2 separate regions of the Danio rerio genome follow, and region 2 is linked to region 1. The links are chromatin contacts, called in public Hi-C maps. All regions are on one chromosome and are shown on one strand. The core of a region is the stretch at or near the end of the contact, and the rest is flanking DNA. Distances in the headings are between cores, read along the strand shown. Region 1 overlaps pebp4 (phosphatidylethanolamine binding protein 4). Region 2 holds the start of egr3 (early growth response 3).

Region 1 (5,857 bases), core at 1,489-3,988:
CACACACACACACACACACACACACACACACACACACACACACACACATCAGATAAAGCACATGATCATCAGACCTCATACAGAAAAACACTTGATCTGACCGTAAACAAAAAATCTAAATATTTTCAGAATTTAACTCTTGAGGAGCTTTTAAATGTTCACTGTAAACATTACCCTCATTTTAATAGATTTTTAGAATGATGTAAATAGCTAAATCTTACTATGTGTCCAAAATGTCACATTTGATGATTTTTGAAGGTCATATTTTATTTTATACAACAGTTCTGTCTGGTTCTTGATTCTGATTGGCTGGTGTGATATTCTTTATAGGCCGGTCGGTCAGTGAGTCAGTCAGTCGACAATGTCCTTTGGTGGTTTTACGTGAGAGGAGCAGGCGTGAATGGCACTCACGAGAGAAACTTCAGATCTGAAAAAGTGTACACAGCGGCCTCAAACAAAAACTAAAACTCCAGAAATGTATTCAGGGGTTCGTATCCATAATGAGCCAGAGTTGAAAAAAAAGATATATATGGCCAGGATGGCAGATATATAAGATATATAAGGCAGGGCAACCATGAGAGTTGCAGAGAGCTAGCTGCCGGATATATATATCAGGGGCGTCGTGGTGGCGCAGTGGGCAGTACAATGGTCACTGTATGGAGTTTGCTGTGTTTCCATGGTTGCTCTGGTTTCCCCTGCAGTCCACAGTCCTGTGGCGACTTCTGATTAATAAAGGGACTAAGTCAAAAAGAACATGAATGATTATTAATATCGAATACAAATCATATATGAATACAAATATATATGTGAATATTATGGTTTTGTTTTTTCGTAATTTTATATATTTTTATATATTTTATATTTAAAAAAAGCAAATATATTTAAATATATGTCAATATGTTAACATATTAAAAAATTTAAAAATTATATTTTATTTGAAAATATTTTTTATATTTTGTTCCATTTATAAATAAACAGAATATTTATACACCGTAAATCCAAACTTTTAATTCAGATGTGATTATTTGCGGTTAATCGCTTGGCAGCACAAACTGTCGGTATTTTTTTGTCAGTGTTTATTCAAAAAGTAGATAGCACATTGTGATGGTGCAATATGCTACCCAACAGATTTGATATGAAGCTGTAATATCACCTTAACCTACCTAAGCCCATCCTTAGTACTATTCAAATAGTGTTGGTAGCATAATCTGATAGGTAGGATAAAATGTCAGGACATCAGCAGTGAAATCACAACTCCAATGAAGCCGCCATATATATATATACAGTTGAAGTCAGAATTATTAGCCCCCTTTTGATTTTATTTTTCTAAATATTTCCCAAATTATTTTTAACAGAGCAAGGAAATTTTCACATTGTGTCTGATAATATTTTTTCTTCTGGAGAAAGTCTTATTTGTTTTATTTCGGCTAGAATAAAAGCAGTTATTAATTTTTTAAAAAACATTTTTGGGACAAAATTATTAGCCCCTTTAAGCTAATTTTTTTTTCGATAATCTACAGAACAAACCATCGTTATACAATAACTTGCCTAATTACCCTAACCTGCCTAGTTAATCTAATTAACCCAGTTAAGCCTTTAAATGTCACTTTAAGCTGTATAGAAGTGTCTTGAAAAATATCAAGTAAAATATTATTTATATTCATCATGACAAAGATAAAATAAATCAGTTATTAGAAATGAGGTATTAAAACTATTATGCTTAGAAATGTGTTGAAACAATCTTCCCCCCATTAAACAGAAATTGGTAAAAAAAATAAAAATAAACAGGGGCGCTAATAATTCAGGGGCGCTAATAATTCAGGGGCGCTAATAATTCAGGGGGGCTTATAATTCTGACTTCAACTATATATATATATATATATATATATATATATATATATATATATATATATATATATATATATATATATATATATATATATATGTATATATATGCAAAAACCACTAAGGGCCATCTGAAATCTTCTTCCAAAATTTAGCAATTTTCTTTAGTAATTTCAATTTTATGGCAAAGAATAGGTTATATTATTTGCTTTTAACATGAAATAACTGAACATAGCATGAGAGGTTGAGAAAAATGCTTGTTGTAGAAAAAAACTCCAAATGGCAATATTTTGCATCCTAACTTTTCAAATTTAGAGTCTGTAAGCTGAAACTTGTGAGTCTGACTGATTCGCACTAGACCACTGGCACGTAAAAATAAAAATAATAAACAACATATTGATGCCTATTGGACAAAAATATGCCAGATGAGTTCATATGATCCCCTCAGTATGAGCCATCCAGCAAATATGCAGATGAAGAGGGCGAGTTTTCTTCAACGGGACTGAATCACGAGCACTGAGTCACAACCAAACTATGCCTGCGTTACGACACCAATGACATCAGTTCAATCCATCGAGTGTTTAGGCTGATCTGTTTATGTGCTGCTATTAAAAATCCAGACATCGTTCTGCGTATACAGTTTATTTAGGCCGTTGGGGAAGCCCCGATGTAAGCTGCGGTTAACTGGGGAAAGAGCCCATCAGTTTAATAGTCTGGCCTCTGCTAGTACTGCTAACAGGTTGTTGACGGTGCGATGTCATCATGGAGTGGAGAGGGCGGAGTTGTTAGCCAATGTGTCGAATTATAGACGTGGCTAAAAATAGTGCGTCTTGTGTGTGTTTGGGTTAATTCGGTCTCTTTCCATTTCTCAATCTGTCGACTCATGGAAAGAGAGATAGGAAGTGGGGAGTGATGCGGCACTTTCTTCCTCTGCTCAACTCCACCCTTTTGCTTTGTGCAATACAGGAAGTTGTGTTTTGTGGTGAGATGTCTTTATGACTTAAAGGAGCACTTTATAGTGTGGTAAACATATATAGATCAATGCATTGAATTTTCTTTACTGTTTTTTTAAGGTAAGTGGTTGCAAACTATTTATATGTTCTGAATTTATACAAATAAATTAAATGTTGTAATGTTCAACTTAATGGGCTCTATTTTGATGGTCCATGCGCAGAGTGCAAAACGCAGGGCTCAAACGCTTTCAGCGTGTGTCAGAACGCATTTTTGCTAATTTAAGGATGGGAAAATCTGCTTTGCGCCATGGTGCATGGTCTAAAAGTGTTGAGTTTATTTTCTTAATGAGTTATAGGTGTGTTTTGAGAATAAACTAATTAGAGTCTCATCTCCCATTCCCTTTAAGAGCCAGCTGCGTCGCGCCAAGAGCGCATTTTGATGTAAAGTAAGTTCACTTTCGCTTTTGCTCTTGTGGATAGGGAAACCTTTACGCACACACATCAATTAGCCTATAAATAATTAATTTTGTTTGTTAAGCGCAAAGATTTGTTTCAAAACTATTTCTAAATTCAGTTCTAATTTCCAGCAAACGAATAAATGAACAATAATAACCAAGTGTGGTCAGAATACTGAGTTATTTCCAAATACACCTGCCATGCCCCATAAGGTATAAATTTGACAGGTGGACAAATCTAAGCTTGTTTTTAATAAAACAAATATAAATATGGATATAATAAATAATACTGCTAATAATAATAACATTATACAAAAGCAAATTGAATGAACTGAAAAAGCCTTCTGAGATGAAGAAAGTAAGGCAGTGGTTTTTAAATCTTCATGTAGGCTAGAAATTAATATGTTTTGTAATATTTTAATCATTCATATTTATATCCTGTATATATCCTTAATATATATATATATATATATATATATATATATATATATATATATATATATATATATATATATATATATATATATATATATATATATATATCTTTAAGATATTATATATTTTTCATATGTAAAGATATTTGCGTATTGCTCTGCATCTTGTGTGTAGTGTGTAAGCCAGGTGCACTTTGCGTCAGACAATAGACCGACTTTGTTCTGGTCTAAAGATCAGACTATTTACAGTTTCTCAATATAGCAACGCGCCAAAACACGCCTCCTTTTTTAGACCAGAACGCCTATGGGTGCACATTTGAGAGCAAATGCATTTGCTATTTAAACAGCGTGGCGCAACACCTCAAAATGACCCTTGCGACGAGCTAAAAGTAGCAAAAGAGTATTGCGCCGCGCCTTGCGCCACATTGCGCCGGGTGTATGATAGAGCCCAAAATGTTTGTTTAAATTCAGCCCTTATAAATGGTTTGCAACCACTTACCTTTAAAAAAACGTAGTAAAAAGGTAAATCCAGCAAAAGTAAGAAGTAAATTCAATGAATATTTTCTTTCAGTGTGCAACAGCACTAAAAAATGTAGCTTGTTCAAACTACTTCCTTAAAATGAGCTGAATAAACACAGTTCTTGAGTGTTTTTGGCATAACTTAGTTGTTGTATGTTCAGTCTGATTAAATTTGGAAGAACAGTCAACTTAAAGTGCACCTATGGTGAAAAATCTACTTTTCAAGCTGTTTAGACAGACATGTGTGTAGGTATAGTGTATAGACCGTCATATTGGGGTGATGTAAACACACACAGTCCTTTTGTTTTTTCAATTTAACAACATAAAAACGGTGGACCAATTGCAGCCGTTTTCAGATCGACTGCAACTTGAAGTAGGAGTGCGGTCCCCCCGCCCACCAATATTGATTGACAGGCGCATCAACATCCTTAGTTTGTTGTTTCACGTCCGCCATTTTCAGCGTGTGAGTCAAATCGATGTCACTAAATGAAAACCCTTGCTTTATTTTTAGAAGGCTCATTGGGGTCAACACAAGATCAACATTCACCATATGATCGCTCTCATCGGAATTATTGTTTGTAACTTAGTTTGTTTGTAGGTGGGTTTGCAAACGTGTACTTTTCATTGCGTCTACCTTAAACTTCAGCCATGTGCATTTCTCGTGGTCACAGAAGCTCCCTGTGATCTTAACTAGGCGAGCACGTTGCCTCGGGTGGGTGTCTCTCCATTGGAAATAAAATAACAAGCTTGCCTGCAGGTCGCACACCAGAAGCTCCGCTCGGCGACGTGCAGCATCGCGCCATGCATTTTAGAATTATAAACATAGGTTTCTATCAGGGTACACACACAGGTGCTTCAAGTCGGCGGCTGTCTGCGGCGCCCAGCCACGATTATTATTTAAATAACATGCGAATGTGCGTGTCTGATGTGCCTTGTCGCGCCTCTAAGCGGGTCATCCGGTGCCTCAGTCAAAGTTAATTCAGTGTGCGTGGTTATTAGTCTCGGTGTACAAGCTTGGCACTTTAAACTAGCATTGGCTGTAAAACTATACAAAGACACAAATGATTGTGTACTTTCTGCTTGGTCTGTGTCAGAGTCGTATTTGTACGGCTGAATGCTGGTCCTCTCACTCATGCAGCTTCTCTCTGTCTGCCTGTCCGTTGCCAAACACAGCGAGGGGGAGCTCTTGGCTCCGCCCCCTTGTTATGCTGGGCTGGAATTCGAAACTAATTTTCATGTGACGCTACACGCCCCTAAAACAGGGAGCTGTGTACACGCCCCCAACATGACACTTTTTAACACATTATAATAAAAAAATCTGAACTGTGTGTTGAACTGAACCTAAACTGGCACACTCAGAACAACCATAATATTAATAATAAATCTGAAAAAAGGGGTAAACTATGTGCCCTTTAATTGATTTGTTTTGGAACAACGTGAAGAACCCAGCATTTTTACAGTGTAAAGAGCACCAGTGTACATTGTTAAAGTTGCTGGACTTCACACAATTCCTTCATGTTGTCCCAACACAGACTGATTGAAGCCTGGTTTATACTCGACACGTCCACTTGAGTGTGCGCAGCGAATGTGACGTCATTTCGGAGTTTGTGGATGTTCTCTTTAATTTGTCATGGTTAATTAATCGTGAAGG
Region 2 (5,857 bases), core at 1,803-4,302, 34 kb before region 1:
AACTTATTGTCTTTCTGTCAGAGAATCTAAATGGCTGACTGGAACTCTGATTTGGCAATCAGGCTTCTCCGTACCACAGGATGTCACGATTGACATCACTGTTACTCTTATACGCACTCCATCTCTCCTTCTTTCTCTCTCTCTCTCTTTCTTTCTCCCACACCTTCAGTCGTTGGCACTTGATGGCTGCTCTGAAAAGTACCAAACGAGGATCTGTTGTGACTTCAATCACTTTTAGCATGTCTGAAGAAAAGTATGCTGTTGCACACAATGATCGTAGCGCATGTCTATAAATTAAATACTCCACTAAGTTTAGTCTTGTACGTGCACTTACAGTAATCGCAGTGTGTGCACCAAATTGTGGCTTACGGTAGAAACAAACAGAATGAAAATTACAGATGGTCCTCGCATCTGTTCAACGCACACAGGGTACATGTGCGAAGAGATGCTGTGCTGCGTCTGAAGGGGGAAAAAAAGACTCACTCGGGCTAAACTCTGAGAGATAGAGAAGCTTGTGTTCTACAGATATGTGAAAAATAAGTATCTATTTATTTCACGCTGTGCCTATCGTTGCAGGATGTGTGTGGGGACGCATTTCACACACTTGTGGGGATTTTTTACAGGGGCGTTTGGTAGGACACTTTGTAAGGACAAAAAGGGTTTATCACATTGACATTGTGATAAGCAGTCCAAGAGATATTAATAAAGTGTGAAGGGTACAAACACACACACACAAAAAATAAATCTCACGGTGTCTAAAATAAGAGTATCTTTTAAAAAAGGTCATATACAACACAGTGACATTTCTTTTTTTTTTTTTTTTTTTGCTTTTTTTATATGATGTTTATATACATCATTACGCAACATTTATGCATATATTTATATTCAGATTGAGATGAACTACTTTCCCATTAAAAAAAAAAAATTAAAAAGCAAGATGATCTAATTTCTAAAGGAGTTTATATTTAAAAAGAGCCTCTGTTTTTTAAGAATTCACACATTTGCTGAAGATTACTTTACAGCAGGATGTTAGCATTCGTATTTCATATTCATTTTGATACTTTAATAAATGAAACGAGGTCAATACTCTCCCGCAAGTGTGGGAAGCATCGCCTCTTTTGACCTGCACAGTGAAAACCACATCAAGAGCTTTGTGAAACTCCATCAGTACATGTACAAGTAGAGGACGAAAGATCTTATGCTTTCACTCTCGATAATAATACGATATTTAACAACTCCTCTCTTCTGTTTTAATTTCACAAATGATCAAGTTGTAAGAAGCCTGCATGGCGTTACACTAAGAGCTGAAATTCCCATGAAGAGAGTGTGTGTAGTTTTATTTTGTGTGTGTGTGTTTTTTTTTTTACATTAACAGTTATATAAATAAATGTCATAGTTCAAATAGAGAGAGGGAGATAGAGAAAAAAACTGCGACAATAATAAAAACACGGCTCTATATAGGGGGAAAAAACAACAGATGATAACCTGACTGGACGGAAAATCCTAATATTCTTCCATTATTAGCTTATCAATTGTGATTAAATAATTGTATTTTGTTCGCTGAATTCTGCTCGATAATTATAGTATTATTTTAAGCCTCTGAGTAGCTAAATTAAATTGATTTAACTAACGCAATAATTGACATTTGAAAGGCGCGTGAATAAAGTGAACAATAACACAAAGACTACGCGATTTGATTGTAATAATATATTTTGTGAATATATATATTTTAAATGAGATGTTTCACGTGTTCTCACGGGCTGTTTGAAGACAAGCGCGCATCTAAACGCCTACCCGCGCGTGTGGAGGGTCAGAAAGAGGGTCAATCCTGTATTATGCACTGACTAATCAAAACCTTAAAATATTGGCAATGGCATAACTAAATACAATATATGGACACAACTAAATATCTATAATAGACTGAAAGAATCACGGAGGCAACCCGAAATTACGCGTTTTAGATCAAATAAAGCACATAGTGAAAAACGAAACGGCTTCCAATGCTATTTCACGTGATTAATATATAAATGTTTCTAAAAATTAATATATTTCATGGCTGTATGTGTATTTTAAGTAAATAACAAGGAGGCTCCGCGCGTCCCGTGACGCGTGGGTTTGAAGTGATACCTATTAGCTACCTGATATTACCTGTCCACTTTACACTCATATCACGTGACGGGAACATTTTAACTAAAGCCACACACCTTCACGAAATACAATTTCACCACAAACCAAACGCAATTAAATCGCAGAATTACACTGAAGGAAAAAAGCGCAAAGCCCACAAAGCAGATTTGTCTATAAAATCATTAAATGCATGCTTAATATAATGTCATGATAATACATTTGATTATAATAACAACAGCGCTATTTATTTATAAACAATGTCTTGAAATAATTGCGTATTATACGCATTGTTTAATATTATTATTAGCCTTCTAAGTAGACTAACTCTAAAATAAAGTCTTTGATTAGAGAAGAACAATTGCATGAAGTAATGCTTAGCATTTTTTTTCGACATGGAAAGTCTCTGTTAGCAGTATGAGGAGTTGTGTTATTATTAAACTACTGTAACAGTCGCGCACTACTCGCGCGTTAACAGGTGCCGCGGGGCCGAGCAGCGCGCTCTCCACGGCAACTGATGCCCCACTAAGCACACCAAACAGCAGCTTACAAACTCCAACAACAGCTTGACTCTAAAACTTTTGCTTTCCTCCTTACCTGTATTCATCTGCGAGTAGTGCGAAATGGAGTCCGGGTTTGCGAAAATGTTCATAGAAGTTGGGATGTCTTCTTCTGGGTAGAGACTGTCAGGTATGGTGTTGATTAAACTGCTCATGGTAATAGGGATCTTGTCCGCTAGTTTACCTGTCATAGCAGTTCTTCAGGCTGTCATTAATGAGCGCGCACAGGTGTTCAATCCCGATCCGTCTTCAGAAATCACCCGAAAAGCGACAGCAGGAGACCCTCGAAGCCTTGGAAATTAAATCCGAGCGCGCGACGGGCACGGCGCTGATGTCTCTTCGCGAGGAGGGTTGTTTTTTTGTGCGTGATTTCTGTCAAGTGTTATTGTCTCTGGAACAGTGGAGAGATGATGTTGTTGGTGGTGGTGGTGATTGCACAAGTGTAGCGCTGCTCGCTCTATTGCGAGCGCAGGGAACTCCAACGCTTTCTTGTTCTGCGGGGGGACGGAACAACTTCGTGACGTAGATGACCATTTATGGACACACAAAGCTAGACGGCCGCGCGACGTCACATGGAAGCTCCTCATAGTGGAACATTACAGTCGGCAGCAGGAAGATAAGCGCACGGCGGAGCAGCGAAAGGGACATTTTCATCGGTTTGGGCGACAATTGGAAGAGGGAAACTGTTTTAAAGACACACTGTGAACGTGGATCTCTCTGGATCTGTCAGAGCGCGCGACAGCGAGCAGCGGGAAACTTTTACACTGCATGAAGCTGCACTTGAAAATGCATAGGAAAAGTGAATTTACTTATAAAAAAGCGGAGAATTGATAAAGAAAATGCATTTCATTAATTTTATAATAGTTAGAATATTATTAAGTAAGCTGCAACATAGCCAGCATTGCAATTAGGGTGCATTCTGCCTGATTTCAGCGGTCGTAAAGAGGAGCAAATGAACTATTTTTCCAAGTGAAAATATTATATAATGAATTATAATAGTAATGCTTTTTTATGACTGATTTAAATTGACACTCAAATGTTTTACAATGATAAGCGCCAGATTAAGAGCATCTGTGATGTATGCTATACATTGCATAATATTGCAAAAGTAAATGCACAATTACATGCCACGCGCTTTTATTTTCATTTTTTATTCTTATTTTTAAAAAAAATCAATAAACCTTTCATGACAATGGCTTCATCTAAAGCAACATGTCATCAAATTCTAACATTTAACTTTAAACTAGTGCACTTATTACAAAGTACATTCCAGTGACCACCTGTTAGCAGTTCTCAGTGCTCTTTATATGGTCAGCGTGGGCTGTCGGACAGTATTTTAAAAGATGACAGATCCATGAGAAACTATAGCTTCTTGAAAAGCAATCACATGTGGAAGTGGAATTGGAAGTAAAAATGAAAATCCAACTTAATCATTGGTAAAAAGTCAGCTAAGTGGTTATTGACTGCAACAGATGATCTAGTCCAGGAGAAGCAACAGTAACTGAGTCTCAGTGTCTGCCAGAGAGTTAATCGCGTGTAAATATTGCAGGCGCGCGGCAATTCTGTAGGCTTGGCTTTGGCCTCGAGCGCCAAGTTCGCCACTGAAGTGGAAACTCCAAATAAGGGCATGATCCGGCCACGCCCCTCGCTGTCTGTATTTGGTGTGCGAGGTTCCGGTTAAGAGAGCTGCAAAGTGGAAAAGCGATCGGAACCCGCAGCCATTAAAGGGACCGCAGAGGGCAAAACGTCATGGGTCGCGTTTCACCAATTTAGAAGCAGGGAGAAAATATCTTATCTGAGACTTTAGAAGTATTACAAAAACTGTCCCTTGTTGCAGATGGTTGACTTTGTGTAGGGAGGATAACAGTGAAGGGGAAACACAGATCCTCCCAGCCCATAGTTCAAACAACTAAAAATATTTATAATGTATGTTAATGCACAAATATTAGTACTGTTTATTACATATTTCCATTAATCTACTTCAAATGTTGACTATAATATAATATAATATAATATATGAAAATATTATCAAATTACAGATTATTACCGATTTATAGAATAAAACAAATTTTACTCAAACTGATACTACTTATAACTGATGGACATATATGAAAAAAAATGTAAATACAAATAAGCAAGACATCCTGTGTTGTAATAAACATCAAATTAAATGAAATATTTAATAAAGCATATCAAAAATTCAGGTAAACATTTTACAAATTTTGTCTGACTTCTAACTATTAAATATAATATTATTATATTTATAATAATAATAATAATAATAATAATAAGTTATTATGCTAAATTAATTATACATAAATAAAAAGTTATTGCTGACAAGACTGTGTGTGTGTATATATATATATATATATATATATATATATATATATATATATATATATATATATATAAGAGAATATTATTTATCGAGTTATTTTATATTTATTTATTAGTATTGAATTATAGATTATTTATAGAATTTAAATGTCTATTTTTATTTATTTATTTATATTGATTGTGTGTAGTGTGTATGTGTGTGCGTGTGTATATATATATATATATATATATATATATATATATATATATATATATATATATATATATATATATATATATATATATATATATATAATGTACATAATTAATTTTACATAATTAATTTTTATAAGTTAAGTTTTCCATATATATAATTGAACTAAGATTATATATATATATATATATATATATATATATATATATATATATATATATATATATATATATATATATATATATATATATATATATTTTTTTTTTTATAATAGATATATGATAGGTAATATAATTTTTTCGCACACACGCACGCACGTGCACACACACACACACACACATATACATTATTTGAACAACAAAATTAAAATTTAGGCAATAAATATACATTTTTTGCAGTTTTTCTACAGTTTTTTACATTATTTTCGAATACATTTTAAAATATTTATAATGTATGTTATTGTACAAATATTAATATTGTTTATTGCATATTTCCATTGATCCACTTCAAATGTTGACTAATAATATAATATAATATAATATAATATAATATAATATAATATAATATAATATAATATAATATAATATAATATAATGTAATATAAAAAACATATATATATATATATATTACAACCCCTACAACA

Evidence for each region. Hi-C and Micro-C count contacts between places; a contact is called where the count stands out from the background.
Region 2: a Hi-C map of an unstated tissue shows a contact between it and region 1, with 4 times the contacts expected there. The contact joins the promoter of egr3 here to the enhancer-like site in region 1. A contact is called at or near these places in 2 of 18 Hi-C or Micro-C datasets (hematopoietic stem cells and an unstated tissue).

The regions. Positions count from the first base shown.
Region 1 is chr8:60,485,657-60,491,513 of GRCz12tu, reverse strand. The region is part of intron 6 of pebp4 (phosphatidylethanolamine binding protein 4); the gene reads right to left. Among named protein-coding and RNA genes, the nearest start is that of egr3, 34 kb to the left of the region's middle. Within about 2 kb of position 2,738, at least 19 of the 62 cell types and tissues checked have an H3K27ac peak or open chromatin away from gene starts, as enhancers often do.
Region 2 is chr8:60,519,662-60,525,518 of GRCz12tu, reverse strand. It overlaps egr3 (early growth response 3), which reads right to left and starts at 3,052. Exons shown (of 2, transcript NM_001002647.1): 1 at 2,722-3,052. The coding sequence starts at 2,875.